Linked DNA regions of Aphis gossypii: region 2 is linked to region 1. Evidence: chromatin contacts called from public Hi-C data. All regions are on one chromosome and are shown on one strand. The core of a region is the stretch at or near the end of the contact, and the rest is flanking DNA. Distances in the headings are between cores, read along the strand shown.

Region 1 (6,359 bases), core at 3,839-6,338:
TCATTACGACAAAACCAGTAATTTATTTGGTAAATCTGTCGGAAAAAGATTATATTCGAAAAAAAAACAAGTGGTTGATAAAAATTAAAGAATGGGTTGACAAAAATGATCCTGGTGCAATTATTATTCCATTTAGTGGAGTTTTTGAAAATAAAATTATTGAAATGGAAGAACCAGAACGCAAAAAATACATGGAAGAAGTTCAGGCTACCAGGTTAATTATTAAAAAAATCATTTAAAAAATTTAACATTTTAGCAATTTGAAACCAAACTAAAGAAATTAAGTTCAAAATGTTTGAGTATGACAGCAAATTAATTTAAATTAATTTTTGCTAAGTACACAATATACTCCATTAGTTTTTACTTCTATTATAATTTTAAATTTACTAAGATTAAATTTTGAATATTTATAAGTCAGAGTTAGAGTTCTTATCTATAGAGGACCAGATCTAGCATATTTTTTACCTAGTATAAAATTAGAACCTTCTCATAATTCAACTCCCTTTATTATGCTACTATTATTTGGTAATTTGGCACCCTCTGATCAAGATTTCCAGGGCATGTTCCCTTAGTTTGTCTCCCTTAATCTAATCTAACCTATTTTTAACATTATCATTTTTACTAATTCTTATATTATTTTTGTATATGTTTATTAGTGCTTTAGATAAAATCATTGTTCAAGGTTACAAAGCATTGCAATTACAGTACTTTTTTACTGCAGGACATGATGAAGTCAAAGCTTGGACTATTCAAGTAAACTTAAAATAGAAAATTGTTCATAGAATTTAAGTTTTATTTAATTATTTTTAATAATATATATAATTTAAAACTATAGAAAGGTTTTAAAGCACCTCAGGCAGCAGGAAGAATTCATACGGATTTTGAAAAAGGATTCATTATGGCTGAAGTAATGAAATTTGAAGATTTCAAGAATGAAGGTTCTGAAGCTGCTTGCAAAGTAATTAATAAAATATATTTATACCTAAATATAGGTTCTAACATTTAAGTACAATATTATATTAAAAATTTCAGGCTGCAGGAAAATACAGACAACAAGGTCGAAATTACGTTGTTGAAGATGGAGATATTATATTCTTCAAATTTAATGCTGGAGCCGGTTTGAAAGATGCCAAAAAGAAATAAAATGTTAAGTTTTTTCTAACATTTAAATCAATAAACAATATAATTTTCTGATAATGAGATAACTTGTTCTTGTTATTATACTTAAAACTAAATATGTTTTCGTTTGCATCAAAAAATATCTTCTATTATAATGTAATGAATAAAAATGTACTTGGTAAATAGATCTTTAATAATGCTTTAAATATAAAATTAAATTGGTATATTAAAACAAATACATAACATAATAACGTGTGATGGTGTATTAAATAAAAAAAATTCTAAATGTAACACCATGTATTCCTAAAAATAATTTATTTATTAATAATAATAATTTTAATAACATGACTATTAGAAAAAAAAGGACTAAGAAAACATTAATTTAAATTATTATTCTTACTTAATTTTTCAGTCACTTTTTTTGGGGTCAGCTCCAAGTCGATTGCCAGACATTTTTCTAGTATACGTCTATAAATAATAGTTAAATTTTATCATACATGAACTATATTAGTCTAAAATAATATAATAATACCTTAATAATTCGTCTTATTTTTACTTCTTTTAGTTTTTCTGGAATGACCATTGAAGTAGTAACCGCGTTTCCCAAGAACAATATAAAAAAACATCCTGACAAAACAGGAACCTAAAATGTAAATAACATGATTATTTATTAGGTTATGTTTGATATTTTAGTAAGTAGACAATAAATTGTCTTTATCATAAAACATTAATAGGATTAAAACAATATGTAAATCAAAAGCTGAACTTATTGTTCTAACTACTAGGTATCTTTATTTTATATTTTAAACAAATAAAAGTCATAATGTTGACTCTGAAGTTATATCACTAAAACGCTACATGTAAAACTGATATACATTATCAAGATATGCAATTTAGCACCAACTATTAAGAAGAATGCAAAACAAAATATTTTTTATGAATATCTATAACTTTTATGTCCATATTTTATTTTAAAATTCATATAATATATATATATATATAATATATATACACATATTTTTAGAATTAAAAAGTAGATGCTCACTGGACTAGATATTTAATAAGTTTTCAATAATTACAATTCTATTTTAGACATAATTGGTAAGCAAGAGTGCAAGTTTATATAAAAGAATCAACAGAATGTGATTTATTCTAATTTTTAAACAAAAAATACAAGGAGTTAAAATTTTAAAATTGTACTTAAAACAGTAAATATGCTAGGTTACATATTATATACTACAAAAGATATAAAAAACAAAAATTGTTTGTTTGTTTGTTTTTTTTTTTTTTTGATCTAAGACAAACAAATAATTAACTTTAAACAATGATCATAACTGATAATTAAAAAGCGCAATAAATGTAAAATTTGTTAATATAATAATACTAAAGTAAAAACAGTAAATAACTAATATAACCTATACTTGTATTAACATCTAAACAAATATTTAAAGAAAAATTAATCTTATGTTAACTGTTTAATTATCACTATTATGTATGGTCAAAAAATAAATATCAATATTATGAAATACTTAGCATTTGCAGTACATAAGCTAAAATGTATTTATTTTTAATTTGGTGTTTAAAATGTATTGATTAAAGGAATAATGTTTTAGTTTTATATAATTTAGGTGGACATAATGAATAAATTAACATTAAGAATTTAACGAGACATTATAAGATGAATATAAAATGTTATTTAGTTATATTTACTGACCTGCCAAGTGGCATCTGGATGATAACACAACTTATATAATGTATATGCGTTGTACAGTTGAAAAATGTATCCTAAATATAGGAATGGTAGTAGAAAGCTAAGACCACGCCACATCCAAGAATGGAAACCTTCAATGGTAATATCCATATTGTGACGTTCACCTAATGCTTTTAGTCTATATAGAACCCCTTGTTGGTATATAAATTGGAATGATTGAACTACACCTGGAAATACATTAAAATTAGAAATTATTAAAAATTAAATTAAAATATATAACTTACTAATAAGTACATTAAAAAGCATGAATTGTGGCCTAAATATGTACCACGTTTCGGAATTTGGCCAAACAAGTAGTACGGCTGAAGCCACAGTAGATATAAAATGATGAAGTCGCCACCATCCTTTGATTTTTGACCCATTTACTTTCAATATGCTTTCGCGTATTGTCAGTGTACAATAATACCAAACCAAAAGAAACAAAAAAGTTAGTTCGAGTGCACGTCTTTTGGTCACCAAATTCAATAAAGATAAAAAGAAACCAATAATGCTAAGAACCAGTTTGAATTTTTCATATTCATCTTTATAACGAAACCTGTAATAAATTTTATTATCAAATTATGATTGATATTTTCTAATGAATTATTCGCACTTGTCTTCTTTATTCAAAATTGATACATTTACATTGCCCAAAATAATTTTCAAGTATGATCCATTGGGCTTTGGGAGTGATTGTTCAATATCTGACAGTTGTTGGCGGCGGTGGTTAATATCTTTCCAAAGTCGTTGTACAATGTCTTGACGTTCATCTTTTTCAAAACTAAACAAAGATAACCCTGAATAAATTAGACTAAAATTTTCAAAATGGCAAGATTTAATTACAATTACTTTTTAAGAGATTTGGCAATAAAATTTAATCGATATTTTTGGTGACTGACTTGTTTCATACACTGACCTTGAAGATCACTAACCTCCTCTACCTTGGCTAAATATTCTTTATTGGCATTCTAAAAATAAAAATATATAATTATTATATAATATTTTACAGTATTAATAGGTACACAGGTTTTTATTTACTAATTAATATTCATAACAAGCAACCTATACTAAAATCATTATTTTTTTATAAATAATGATGATCAAATACATTATAATACATTACAATTTAGAAGGATCTAAAGTTTTAAAATCATATATCATTGTAAAATTGACAATTGATGGTTATACATTAAGGCTAGGATCACACAATGCGTTTTGTCGGTGCGACCACAACATGTTATGGTTGTGTACCGACAGTTTTATACAATTCCGCAATTCAGTCAAGTCTGGCCCTGATAATGTGTTTTATATTTAAACCTATTTTATTTTAATGTGTTGCGGTTCGGCTCCGGTTGGTCGGCAACCGACAAAATGCATAGTGTAATCCTAGCCTAAAACTAATAAAATGAAATTAAACAAAATGTACTTAAAAAAATAAAAAAAAATTGATTAAATAGAAATTATTATGAAATGATATGATTAATCTAAAGGTCGTGAATATATATAATAAATAATAATAAAAGCAATATAGTTTTCAACATTATTTTTGATACATTATCGGATTTAATCACTTGATCTAGAATATATAAGTGTATTTAGTTAAATTAGGAATCATCTATAAATATTTAACAGTTCCAAAAAACATCAAAGTATGACTCATAGTCAGTTTATTTAATTTCAATAGGTCATTAAATCATAAATCTTATTTTCATGCAATTCAGCTATAATATAATATCGAGTATAATATATACCTATTAATTACAATAACAATTGAGTCAACAATTTAAATATGATTTAATCTGGAAAATTTTTATTTAAACCTATCCATAATAGGTACATTATAGGAAAAGGTATTAAAAAGTCTAGGAGACTGTTGATTAACATAATTCAAAGTCAAACTACAATTTTAATGTTTGAGCTTGGGGGTGAAATAAAAACCTGGCAACTATGGAAAAACGTAAAAGGATAGGTAGGAATGGTAATAGTATTGTGGCACACACGATTTTAAATAGGTGATCATGATCGTCGTCAAAGTGCAAAGCGAAAACAAAAGTATAATATCACGACATACCTCGAGAGTCTTGTATTCACCAGCTATCGACTCCCAGTTTTCGACGCACTCGTCTAGGTTGGCGCACTCCATCGCAGTGCGTATTGTGGTCTAGCCGTCGTCACGTCTCGGGGCGGGTCAAAGATTACGGCGCAACAACAGTCCAAGGTTAAAATGCGTCTGTTGCTACACTCAACAGCGGCGGCGGAGTTCGCGGCCCGATTGAGGAGGACGGCGCTCGTTATTGGTGCGATCGCGCAGAGGCGGCATTTTTTCAGCAGACCGACCGCGTCATCGTTTGGTTTCGGCCGTAGGTTTATCTCGAGTAGACGGCGCACGTGCTCGACGGATGGCTGGCAACTGGACCTGTTCCGAGCTAGGTATATTGATGATGCGACGAGTTTTCGTCGGACCAAAAACGACTGACTGCCGACCTCAGGGAAAACAGCAACTCGACGATGAAAGCGGTGGAAATGTAGCGGTGGACGTGTAGTCGAGAGAGCGGAAAACTTTAAAAAGCTCGGTGCTATAATCTTGATCCGCGAAAGTCGTCGTCGGTGACTGATAACTGATAAGAGACGTAAGTTGATAACGAACGAGCGCGCCTTTTACAAACCGTTATGCCGTAGTCAAAGACGTTTCGAACGTCACTCGCTACCACTGTTCGCCGTAGATACCCGCCTATCCCCACCAAAAACGATGACAACATAGTGTTGGAGAACCTTCTAGAAAAAAAAAGGTTTCGCAATCTCACTACGACTTCACAGCTGTTTTCCCCCACCAATATCAATAATTAACTTTTTATTATAGTCCACACATTGTAACTCAACAGCGGTACGGTCTACGCTTTTACATAACCAAAATTGAAAACTTCTGAGAGAGACAGCAAGTGATTCGAGTGAGTACTAATGTACTATATTACTGCAGTATTGCACCTTTTCACGCCATAACGCTAATATTTATTGTCTACAGATTCCTTCAATCAAGCCGTGAAGTCGTATTTTATTTGTGAAATTTATTTAATTTTTGTGTAAACCTAACTACAAAATGGCCAGACGTGGACGTTCTCCGTCGCCTGCACCCAGAAGGTAAGTCCTGCGCATACGATTCTTTTTATCGGACTCCCCGCCGGCAAGGTTATGCAAAATATTATAGTAATAACTAATATGTATGTACCTAGTGTAGATACGTGATATCGATGATTGATTTATAAAACGGTTCCGTTAAATGCTTTAGTGGTTTGATTTGTTTCAAATTCAACCTTTTGATAAACGTGGTACTTTAAAACTAGTCTATAGAACACATGACTTTAAATTAATTTTTTTTTTTTTTTAATTAATATATCAAGTGCCCTTGGAATGTAACTATTTACCTATAAAATTATCAAATCAACAAAACAAATACTAAAATATGTAAATTATTCAATGATAAAAATGCAAA
Region 2 (6,554 bases), core at 3,383-5,882, 160 kb before region 1:
AAATCAAAAACTTTACGGTGTATAGTAAAATTCATAATATAAAATACATAAAAGTTTCTACTAATGTATTTCAATTAAAACAAAATAATTAACATATTCTTATTTATCATACAAATAACATAATAAGTAATTTCGGTTTTCGTCCAAATTGTTACTTAATGTCTATAACAAATAATATTGTGTCTACAATTTTTTTAGATTTTATGTATTCAGTATGAACTATTTATGATTATGAGGATATAATCTTGTATTCAACGTTCAAAAGTTAGATTCAAAAATAAAAATTTCTAATGTTTCTATGAATTTTTAACACAAATCTTAATGTCTAATTCAAAATTCAAATGCATATGGCATATAAATTAATAATTATAAACAGATTTGAGTCTATGTAGAGTGTAATGTGTATACTTATATTTTTATTTTATTATCAATGTTATTTTATTGTTATTATTATTAATTTTATCTACATCGTGTTTCGTGTAATACACTATCACACTCATCAGTTTATCATCGTTATCATTCATCTTAGGTTCATTCGAGTCGACAGACGATGTCGAAATGTCGAATACTTTGCGAAATCTTTTTGGTCGGCACCGGCTCCCCCTTGCCTCGACTGTTCTCACGACTTATTTGCGACAAACTAATGAACCACCGTGGACGTCGTTTTTCGTCAAATATTCTTCGGTGATTGACGACCAACGAGGCAGGTCGCACTTCAATTGGAAAATTGGTGACTCGAACTATCACGTTTTACGTTCCGGCTGTTTCCCGTACATAAAGTACCATTGCACCAAAAGGCCGTACGAAGATCTGCGATTAGATGACCAGTTGTTTAATATTTTAAAAATCGTCAACTTGGGTGAGCAACCGACAACATAAGGAACTAACGGTTTAGGTCCTAACGGTACTTACTGTGTTTTTGCGATTTATGATTTATGATTAGGAATAGTCGGTTGCATAAAATCTAATACCTACGTTATTTCTCGTCGATTCTCGATTCTATTAACAGTTTGAATATTCACACCATAATAATTACGTGATAAATCAATATCAATGTTATAGTTTAAGAATTTAAATTTATTAAAGAAAAAAATCAAAAGTTCAATAGGTTTTTATCCAATTCAAACTTTACTTTCATGAAATTATTCATTGTAAGCATGATACAATATTGTGGATTATGATAAATGATTTAGTAACAGTCATTGGTTATGGTCTTATGAGTAAGTTTTATGTGAATTAATGTTTACCCATTGTTCTCTAATAAATTGCCTTGATTTAAAATTGAAATTAAATTTATTTTTATTACGAAGATTAGATTTATCAATTGACCTTAAGTCATTAAATTATTCTACTGAACTTGCAACAAATAATACCATACATCATTTTAATTTCTTACATATATTTTTTAATTTACTTATTTAATAAATTTAACTATCTAAAGATGAGTCATGATTTTTAGTTTTTCCAGCAACTAGCCATGCATTTATATATACATATACATTATACTCAACTGATATATTCAAAATGTTGACTAGTAATGAGCAACACAGGTGTATTCTAGAAATTTATTATTTGAAAAATAATGTATAGTATTGGCTTATGTAGCTATAATGTTATCAATTTGTTGGTTTTTTAGACACTTTGTTATTAAATAATGTAATTTTTTCAGGTATACCATTGCTTATGTATGGTTTATCTGCTGTTTTTTTGATTTCATATAAAGAAATAGTGAAGACACCTAAAGGAGATGTTAATATTTATTTTCTTTTAAAAGAAGACAAAGGTTCAACACATTAAAATATTTTCAAATTTAAATATCGGTAGTATGTTTTAGATGAAACTGAAATAAATTTTGTTACTTTCTAAATTATTTAGTTATTTAATTTAACTATTAAATATAATATGATAACATTGATAAGTAATGTATATAAAATAATAAAAATTATCAAAAAAAAAAAATTACTTGTAATATGATTATCATAAATTCTTTGTAACTTTTAAGTTACAAGATAATTTGAAATTTGGTCTTCCATATTATAAAAGTAATAGTATGTATTTATTAATTATAATATAAAACATTTATTCCTTGGTTTAACTATTGTTACTCAAAAAAAAAAAAAAAAAATGATTTGAAGGAAAAATAAATACAAATTTATTTTATAAAAATATAATACACCAATAACCAACAATAATATCTTTAACAATATAAATCCAGTATAACATTGTTTATAAACTATAAAGTATTAATAATTTAATTCATAGTGTATAATATGCTAATTTGATTAAAATGCAATATATAACCAAGTTTAACCCAAACTTTGTTGTTTAAGATATAACATTAAAAATAACAATTATAATAATATACCTATTAAAATTATCTATTCTTTTTGTAAGAAGTAAACTATATTTGCTATAAAAATGCTTATCACAACAAGGCTTCATACTTATAAGTTAGGCGAAAGTCACGGAAAATATTTTAATCATTATCTGGTACCATCATGGCACGACCAGTTTCTTTAACAGTAGATTTGATGATATTTTTTGGACCAAACTCTTTCACGCTTCTAGTGAATCGTAATCCATGGCCAACTGTTTCAAATGTGTCTTGAGTCACTTCACTAACATGATTGCCGAATCTATCAAATATTTTTTCAAATTATAACATTTCTAACACTTATAATAATATATAATAAATTAACATTTAGCTTACTTATGATGAACTATAAGTACTGTATTGTTTGAAATACTGCTACCCAGAATCATCCCAGATTTTTCAAGTCCATCATAAACTATGCTAAAACCTTCAATGGCACCTGCTGCTATATCAAATACATTTGTCATTTTTTCAGAAGCTTCATTTTTGTCCATATTAGTAACACCTGTCAAGATCTTAGTTCCGCCCTTATGAACATGTGGAGCAAGGAATTTTCCAACAGCACATGATGCTGTACCTATTTTTCCAGCTGAATAAAAACATGTTTATATTGATTTAAATTGAATAACTTGATTTTATTTTATATCTTACCAACAAAGCACGTTACATCAGCAGCAGTAGACGTCACGTTTTTAGCAACTTTAACTCCTTTTTTCATGGAAGTGCAAACATGTGTATCATTTTGAGAAGGGTTAATATAGTTTAATAAACCAGGAGTAGAGTTGTTCATAAAATTTGATGTTTTTTCAGCACCCTTCACTAATCCATTTGATAAAAATGTAGCTCCTTTAACAATGTGAGCTGAAATTTTGTGACCTTTTTCTCTGGCCTCTCCAGACTGTTTTCTCAATGATTTTTTAAGTACACTTTCTAATACATCTGTGAAAAGTTCCAAATGTTCCGGAGGAACTAATACACCAATAGCTGAGTTTCTGTTTTCAATATCAGGAAACACAAATGCCCCATACTCAGTTCGAAGACACGGCGAACTATTGGCAACAAGGGGATAATAAATATCTTCAATACAGAGGAAATACCGTTGTGGGCTCTCTGAATTTGTACCTGAACAAAAAGTATTCTCAAGTAATTATAATTTTTATAAATTTAATTAACATTTAATTATGTAGTTACCTTCGAGCATAAAGATTTTAACATTTGATTTCTCTGATGGCGATGTTACTTGACCATCATCAGCAATGAAAAATACTTGTGAGTTATCACAGCTAACTAATAGGGTTGCCATTGAACTCCGTTCGATGTCGATACGTAAATCATTAAGCATTGCTGATAACTGGTTGTATGAAACTGGAGGTTCTAATGTTTCAGAAGCACATGATTGTTCTTCGTCAGAACGTGTAGCTTCCTGATACGATGGCGGACTTTGAACAGGTCTACAATCTACTGCCATATTCGAACCACTATCCCTTTGCAACTGAAGAATACGGTCTAAAATTTCTTTTCTGAAACAAACATGATGTTATAAAATTATAGTATAATATAAATTAAAATAATAGTGAACACTTACTTTTCCGTTTTTAAATACTGTAGTATGTTTTCAACCTCCGTCCACTCAAGACTTAGGTCGGTCGGACGTGTCAGTGGAACTGAGAAGACATCATCAATAATATTGAGACACTGTTCATACTCCAACAAAGCCTACGAATGTACGATAACAGTAAGTATAGTTCAATAATATTAAAATAATGACGGACTCACCAGATTTGTTTTGCCTTGGGTCTCAAAACTTTTGGCTTCGCGCAGAGTAGCAAAAAACTTGTCTGTTGAAGATTTCACACGACTGTACAAGTCGGCAGTATCGCTCTGAATAGTTTGACTGGCCATCGCCATATCTACAAGAATTTAACTGTAAAACGAAGCACAAAACAAAATTCAAAAAAATCGACGTCGAATGCGACTAAAAATGAATAATGTAAATTTGCGGTAAATAATATTCAAGACGACTGTGTTTTCCGACTGACGATGAGAAATGAAAGTAGAGTTATTTCAGCAGATCAAATAAATATTGTGAAATGTTTCTTTATGATTCAGTCAGCGTTCTTTGACCTCGCTCGGACGAAAAACGCTGAAAATCGAAATTTTTAAATGTTCGCTCCAATCAGTGATAAGTGATAACGCGACTAGCGTCTGAACACTCGTAAAACATTGAACGGTGGACGCTCATAGTTGTGACTCACAACTTGTGAGTTACTATTAATAATAAAATCAATGTTTTGTGTTGTTATTATTTTTGTTGCATGACTCGTCATCCACGACGTCATTTTTGCACTTTGACACTTTCGTATAGTACCAAAATACAAAAACGTTTCATCGTTAAAACTGCTAATTATTAATTATTATGTACGTTCAATTTTATATTCACGGTCATACATTTTACAGTGTAATAACTTCATAGAACCATATTATGTTATGTGTAATTAGTAATATTAATCAGACTATCAGAGAAATCTATTTTAAATTTTTATATAGTGATGAAACTAGAATTTTGTTTATGGGGGATGGTGGCAATATTTTTTAAAACAATATTATAAATCAATAAATTGGTTATTAACGATAAGTGTAAGTACATAATACTAACTAAAATGATTAAAATTGTATAGATAGTTGTAACTCATTGTAAGATGTTTAGTATAAAATTAAAAATATTTGTACATTGTACATAAAAAAAAATTGTATTCATCTAAAACCTACAAGTATCAGGTAAACAGTATAATAATGATATTATAAACACACAGAATGTATCGTAAACAAATCTATTGCGTCTTCTCGTTTTGCATTAATTTCACAATGAATATTTAATAATGTTAATTTAAATTATCATCTCCCATGGCCGTTCTCAAATACGAATTTATTAATTTTCAACAAGAAAATAGGTTATAAATTAAAATAGGTTTAGCCGTATAGGTATTAAAAATTGGCATGGTTTATTGATAGTTAAAATTAGGGCTTGGTAAATTCCAACTTATAAAAGGGAAAATAAATGGTTACATTGATTTAATGGTAAGTTACAACATGAACGAAAATACACACATAATAATATGATTATGTAAGTCCTAAAAACATTCATAATATAGGTACATAATCAAATATTCAATATTCATACATACCTATACGGCTATACACCTAAATTATTTATAAAATATAAGTTGTGGGATTTTTTCTCTTCTTGTCCGGTGTCTATTTCTCAACATTGTCTACGTACGATCATCATTAGTTTTTAATTTTTATCTGACAAGCACACATTTTCTGGTTAATAACAATACTATCTACGCCGTATTTGCGCGATCACTGGCAACCGAACGTACAGACCACGTCACGCTCGAATCGGTCGTCGTCGCGCGCCGCGGCCGGCGACGATACCTCATGGGATCCTGGTACCAAAAAATCGAATCTTTGACGTCCGTTGAATAACGTGGTTTGTAGTCGTTGTACTATTGGTTGCCTATTCAAAACGTACCGTTATAAAATATGTATTAATTTTTTGGACATTATTCGTTCATAAGACCATAATGGCGTAATATAACATTTTAAAATATATCAATTATCAACTAGTAAAGAATTAATTTGATAAACCATACGTAAAACTATAGTAATTACTGAATGTCGCACAAGTAGTCTAGTTAACTGTACACGTTTTTCAGAGAGATCAAAAACGTATAAAATAAACTCAAACGCTTTTTGATTTTATCCAGTATCATTTGTCTACAGTTATTGCCTATAATATGACTCAAGTCTTGAATATTTAAAAACAAAAGTTTTTCGTAAAATTTTCTAATTTAACTTAGGAATATGAGGGAAAAATATCAGAAAAATCATATTTTTTTACATATGAACAATTTATTTCTCGAACAACAATAAAAGTTTTATTCTTATTACACGTTCCGACATCAACGTATTATATTATTAATTTATCATTGTACTAATTTTTAAATGGTTTCTTTTGATCAGTTTCACACACAATATATATGTCTCGGGCCACGATTGCTACACGATCATTACTCACAACGAATGATGGGTATTCCGACTTCCGTCGAACAATAATGGATTTATTTGAAGGAAAAAAAATGCTGATTTGTTATATATTTTATTCACTAAATAGTGG

What was found. Hi-C and Micro-C count contacts between places; a contact is called where the count stands out from the background.
Region 2: a Hi-C map of whole body shows a contact between it and region 1, with 4 times the contacts expected there. The contact joins the promoter of LOC114119279 here to the promoter of LOC114125273 in region 1. A contact is called at or near these places in 2 of 2 Hi-C or Micro-C datasets (both in whole body).

What each region holds. Positions count from the first base shown.
Region 1 is chr2:20,250,408-20,256,766 of ASM2018417v2, reverse strand. It overlaps LOC114125273 (transmembrane protein 120 homolog), which reads right to left and starts at 5,088. Exons shown (of 8, transcript XM_027988856.2): 1 at 4,941-5,088; 2 at 3,719-3,837; 3 at 3,483-3,650; 4 at 3,115-3,425; 5 at 2,834-3,057; 6 at 1,652-1,762; 7 at 1,520-1,587. The coding sequence starts at 5,012. The coding sequence ends at 1,528. LOC114125274 (coiled-coil-helix-coiled-coil-helix domain-containing protein 2) reads left to right here and starts at 5,583. Exons shown (of 5, transcript XM_027988859.2): 1 at 5,583-5,817; 2 at 5,892-6,007. The coding sequence starts at 5,967. It overlaps LOC114125272 (obg-like ATPase 1), which reads left to right. Exons shown (of 10, transcript XM_027988855.2): 7 at 1-214; 8 at 657-753; 9 at 836-958; 10 at 1,033-1,197. The coding sequence ends at 1,143.
Region 2 is chr2:20,412,886-20,419,439 of ASM2018417v2, reverse strand. It overlaps LOC114119279 (protein spartin), which reads right to left and starts at 4,632. Exons shown (of 6, transcript XM_027980786.2): 1 at 4,151-4,632; 2 at 3,960-4,090; 3 at 3,566-3,894; 4 at 3,026-3,496; 5 at 2,711-2,963; 6 at 2,129-2,636. The coding sequence starts at 4,282. The coding sequence ends at 2,477. LOC114119278 (pyruvate kinase) reads left to right here. Exons shown (of 3, transcript XM_050200782.1): 2 at 530-859; 3 at 1,670-1,959. The coding sequence starts at 559. The coding sequence ends at 1,797.